Regions from separate parts of the Muntiacus reevesi genome. Here region 2 is linked to region 1. Evidence: chromatin contacts called from public Hi-C data. All regions are on one chromosome and are shown on one strand. Each heading gives the region's core, a stretch centred on a gene start, on an enhancer-like site or on the middle of the called end of the contact. The rest is flanking DNA. Distances are from core to core; before and after follow the strand shown. Region 1 holds the start of TSNAX (translin associated factor X). Region 2 holds the start of C2H1orf131 (chromosome 2 C1orf131 homolog).

The links. A called contact is a pair of places that touch in the nucleus more often than the background predicts.
Region 2: a contact with region 1 is called in a Hi-C map of blood, with 2.7 times the contacts expected there. The contact joins the promoter of C2H1orf131 here to the promoter of TSNAX in region 1. A contact is called at or near these places in 2 of 3 Hi-C or Micro-C datasets (blood and muscle).

What each region holds. Positions count from the first base shown.
Region 1 is chr2:89,510,905-89,513,604 of mMunRee1.1, reverse strand. It overlaps TSNAX (translin associated factor X), which reads left to right and starts at 1,270. Exons shown (of 6, transcript XM_065922310.1): 1 at 1,270-1,425; 2 at 1,864-1,968. The coding sequence starts at 1,410.
Region 2 is chr2:89,778,463-89,781,162 of mMunRee1.1, reverse strand. C2H1orf131 (chromosome 2 C1orf131 homolog) reads right to left here and starts at 1,337. Exons shown (of 7, transcript XM_065922315.1): 1 at 1,185-1,337. The coding sequence starts at 1,272. It overlaps GNPAT (glyceronephosphate O-acyltransferase), which reads left to right and starts at 1,391. Exons shown (of 16, transcript XM_065922314.1): 1 at 1,391-1,621. The coding sequence starts at 1,544.

The DNA of each region.
Region 1 (2,700 bases), core at 21-2,520:
AGTCGAGGTCTTCAGGAGCCTACTTTATCCACAAGGAATCTGGCTAATTGATACATGTATTCAAAGCTGCAGAGACGTAATGGGTGGTGTTTCCCAAGCTTCTTGCTCCAGAGCTGAAGAGACCCTAGAGATTAGCTAGAACAGAAAACCTTCCTATGACACAGGTCTGTCAGGCGCTAGAAATCACTGCCAAGTTATTTCATTTCAATCACTGCTCCTTTGTTACTAAGTAAACAAGGAGGAAAGACTGTGTATATAGAGTGCCCACAATAAAGAGGTTATTTAGGGAAAACGTACTAATATAGTACTTGTGTTTTCCCAACCCGCCCCAGGCCGTCCAACTAACCAAGCCTCAGCCTGAGCTCTACCCTAAGGATGCTGGAGCGCATGTTCCTTTTGGAAAGTGACGGTGGGAAGAAGGGTATCAAAGCTAATCTTTAACTGAGACTTTACTATCTGAAAGACTCTTCTGCGCTTCTTAGTGGTAACTCATTTAATGGTCAAATAATCCTACGAGACGGGTCCAAATTTACCCCTATTTTACAGATGAAGAAATTGAGCTAGAGATGAATTACTTCCTTAAGGTTACACAGTCACTCAGCGACGGAGACCACCGCGAAAGCAGGCATTCCGGAGAGGAGCACAACGGCGGGCACAGGAAGAGGGAGGGAGAGGGGGAGAGGGAGGGGCGGGAGGAGGACACACAGGGGAGAAAGAACCAGCAACGTCTTGCACTGATTGATATGCATATTTTCATCGCTTTAGCTGCTGGCGTCACTGCCAGGAACGGAAAAGACTCCTATCTCGGTAAGGTTCAGCCTCGATCACAAGAAAACCGTCGCAGAGGAGACGCGGGGATGCTCCCTTTCTCACCCGCAGGTTCCCCGGCGCCGCAGAGCCGCCTCTAGCGGCGAACTACAATCCCCACTATGCACCGCGCGGGGGCCAGGGGCCCATGCGGGGGCGCACGCGAGGGTGTTCCAAAGGCGCCTTGAGAAAAAGAAAAAAAAAAAAAATCATACATCTTTCGTCGCTTTCCAGCCTTCACACTGCTCTCACTCTCAGAGGGATGCAGTCGTCTTTTTTTCTGAACAGCTAATACGGAAAAGTGTGTAAAGTCGCTTCTGTCTTCAGGCGCAGCAGAGGGCAGCTGCGACAACAGCGCCCGGGCGCGAGGTCCTCGGGCCAAGCGCAGGGCAGAGGCAGCGGAGGCGGGGCGGGGACGCGGCCGGAAGTGTGCGCGGGCGAAGAGGGAAGCCTGAGTGGTTGCTGGCGCGCGCTTCCGGCTAGTGCGTTGACGTCGGCCGGCTGTACCGGGCGCTGCTGAGGGCTTTCGGCCGCCGCCGCGCGTTACCCTGCTCGCCCCGAGGCGCTTAGTCTTCTCTCTTCTCGCCGTAGGCCGTGAAGACATGAGCAGCAAAGAAGGTGGCATCCTCAATAGCTTTGGGCGTGATTTATTTATTTAATCCAGACTTTTGGTCGCATTTTCCACTTCCCACCGTTGAAAGATGCTTTCTCCCCTCGCAGACTCGGGGGGCGGCGGCCCTGGTGATTTCCCCGGCCACATTGGTCCTACTTACCTCTTTTCCTTAATCCTCGAGCCATTTTTATCTTAGTTCGGTAATTGCCCCGTGTTGTTCCAGATCAGGGAACCCATTGTGGGAGGTTTGGATGAGCTTAACGTTTGGGAGGTGGTCGGGGAAGGTAGGGCTGCATTTCTGTTCGTTTGCTGAGAAAGTCTCTGCGATGACGGCCCAGGGGAGGTCTGGTTTTAAGGAAGAAAGGGGTTTACCTCTAATAGGTGTTGTCAAGTCCTGGCGATGGGAGAGCCCTGTCCAACCTTTTTTTCCTTCTCTATGTAAGGATCAGGAGGGTTCAGGAAAAGGAAGCATGACAATTTCCCACATAACCAGAGAAGAGAAGGGAAGGATGTTAATTCATCTTCACCTGTGATGTTGGCCTTCAAATGTAAGTTCTCTATCATGTAAACGGGTGAAGGGAAGAGAACTAAAGAGGTTGTAAAAAGGATCACGTATCTATGTTATGCTTCAGTCTCTTGAGACTTTTCCTGGAGGTTTTGCAGTGGTGCTCGGTCTGCTATGAAAATTGAGATTACAGAAGTCTTGACTTTTTTTTCCCTTTTAAGTTTCACAGGTAAACATTAATTAACATCAGACCTGCCACATGACTGAAAATTCCTGTACGCCTGATACACAAACATACATCTCAGCAGTATACATACGGATATTTGGTTATTTAATTTTTAACGTGTATTGGTTTTGTTTTCTCCACTAGGCTTTTGGAGACTTTTTGTTTTTTTAAAGATTTTTTTGATGTGGAACATTTTTAAAGTTTTTATTGGATTTGTTATAATAACTACTTCTATTTTATGTTTTGATTTTTTGGCCGTGAGGCATGTGGGACTCCCGACCAGGCATCAACCTCACACCCTCTTCATTGGGTGGTGAAGTCTCAACTACTGAATCAGGAGGGAAATGCTGTATTTTTGTTTTCACTATACCTCTTTGCAGAGAGTGGGCGCTCAACTGCATGTAAATTATACGTGAATATTTATTCCCCAATTCTCTTTTCTCAGTGTATTAACTTGGGAAAATTGTTCCTCATTGCAAAACAAAATATAAAACAAAATTCATGTAACTCTTGTCTTCTGTCCAGCATGCTATTTTTTTTGGACACACT
Region 2 (2,700 bases), core at 88-2,587, 270 kb before region 1:
TTTGGCATTAGGGATATAAAAACAAGTAGATACAGCCCGTGTCTTCAGAGCTCCAAGTAAGTTCCGGCCTGTGTTAACACAAACTATATTTAAGATTTTGCAGAAAAGTCTTCTCCTCTAGGACTTCTCAAGGTCAGAGACTAAGTCTTCTCTGTCTTCCAACATTTCCAAAGGCCCAGAGATACTCTGTCCACAGTACAAGTCAATACAAGTGCAGGAGTTGGAAACACAGTGTGGGGCTTAGAATCCAAGCTCTTCAAGTTACTAGCTGGGTGAACTTCCAAGTTTTTTAACCTCTAGTGCTTATTTCTACAATAATGCTATTTGTCTTGTAATAACAGTATTAAGGACAGTATCTATTTCATAGAATTGTTGTGATAATGAAATGAGCATATACATGTAAAGTACGGAGTGTATGGTAAAATCGCAATGCTTTTTTAGCTATTATTTTTTATTCTAAGCTATGTAATGAGCTTAGAATTTTGAGCAACTGGCTCCAAAATAAAACAGCAACATCATACTACAAATTTAAGAAATGTGTTTGACCTATAAGGCACTAATGCCTGATGATTTCCGGTGCATGAAGGAGTGTCATCTTCCCTGGGGTAAGTTCTTCAGAGTGTGTAGAACTGGATCCTTGCTTAAGTGCCAGGAGTTCCCAACCTTTAATGGTAAGTTTCCTTTTCCGCAATCAAGATGAAGGCAAGCATAAGTCAGCCAACTTAAGGCTGAAAGGTCGTGAAAAGTTTCATGTGAAACCATTCTCTGAAGTCACCAAAAGAGGTCCCAACGCGACAAGGTGTCACCAATGCCCGAGGGTCAGGCGGATCTGGGGGGTGCGTGGGAGAAAGGGGCTTCCCAGAGGTCGGGAGTGAGAAAGGATGCCATTTCCAGAGCCTGAGGTCCTGTGCACATCTCCTCGTTAAGTCTGAAAGCGTTAATGCTTTCGACAAGCAAGCCGGTTGGCCCCCACACTCAGGAACGAGTTGGGACATCTGATTCTTAGAAAGGCTCACAGACCCCGGTCGTAGGCGAGGGGAGGGTGCAGGACCCATTATCTGAACCTGGTTGGAGGAGCCAAGGAGTGCTCGAGGAGCAAGAATCTTTAGCCTGAAAGCTGAGGCCAGCCAGGTCCGGGGTCCTTAAGTTGGCTCTCCACGTGGGCTCCGAGGCCCGGCACTCACCAAAGTCGTAGAGGTTCTGGAGCAAAGTGTCCAGAAGGGCCTGAGAACCGGGAGGCGCGGAAGTCGCCAACCGGGGCTCCTGAGCCATCGTGAGGCCAGCGGGCCGCGGCGGGACAGCACAGATCTCGCGGGCCTCCCCGTTCGCTTCCGGTTTCTGACGGGTTGCGCGCGCCTTGAGTCCCCGCGCGGCTTCCGTCCTGGTTAAGATGGCGGCGCCCGAGGTCCTGTGGAGTGGCCTTAGAGGGTGCTGCCGCCCTAGGCGAGGTCGAGCCGCCCCGCGCGGAAGAACCGCCCACAGCAGCAGCACCACCACTGCTTAGCCAAGAATCCCAGGCCACACCCGGGACAGCAGCCGCAGCATGGATCCTTCCAGTTCATCCAAGTCTTGTTTCTCCGTCGGCTCCACGGGTCCCGGGGCTGTCGTGCTCCTCTACGCGGTATGCGCCCAGGGGAGCGAGGCCGGGGCGGGGCTGCGAGAGGACCCGCTTCTCTCGGTCCCGGGTTCCTCCGGGCTGCGACCCGAGGTGCAAAGGAGTGGGTCCGAGATCCCCAGAGGAGGGATGAGGTGATTGATTTGGTTTCCAGGGCGACGGTGTATCTCTGTGTGTGTGAGCGTCGGTATGCTTTTAGAAGTTTGTGTTGGTGATGGTTCCTCTGGTTCCTGCCCGCTCGTTCCTTCCCTTTCACTCCACCAGGCATGGGGCCTTCAGGAAGCCGCTGACACCGGAACGAGGGAGGAAAGTTGGGAATCTCCGTCTCTAGCGAGGGCGAATCGAACTACCTTTTGGTTGGTTCCTCGAACCGGGGAAACCTGCGGGTCTGACCCAGCCTGAGATAGCCTGTGGTTCCCCACCCCGCTCTTCCGCAGGTGTGATATTCCCGGGAGAAAAAGTGTTTGGCTTGTATGTGTGCATCGAGTTTCTAAGACTTTTAATCTAAGAAGATTTGGAGCTTCTGGAAATTTTTATTGTGTTTCTCTGTCTCTGTCCATCATTGTACTTTTCCCACAAGTCATTCTGAAAGACAGCTAATGGCACCTGGCCTCCCTACAGTTGGCCTTTTCACCGCCTAAACCCCTTCTGATTTTAACTGGTCCTTTTTGACAACGGAATGTTAGTCACTCACAGATTCATGAAGATATTTTGAGGCAGAAATTTGTAGCTCTCAGTATTGCACAACCGTGGGGCAATTGACTTAAAAAAAAAATTAATTTTTATTTACCATAGGAAGAAATAAAAGTGCATATTTTAAAGTCATGTTATCAATGTTCTGGCTTAAATCTAAGGTTAATTTATGTAGGAACGTGGTAACGGGGAAAGCATGAAAGAGCAAAGTAAGCCAGAAACTCAGTTTCAGAAAAGAATGTACATATGATAAAGAATCCACCTGCAATGCAGGCGACCCGAGTTGGATCCCTGGGTCTGGAAGATCCCCTGGGGACAGGAATGACAACCTTCTGCAGTGTTCTTGCTTGGGAAATCGCATGGACAGAGGAGCCTGGCGGGCTAGTCTATGG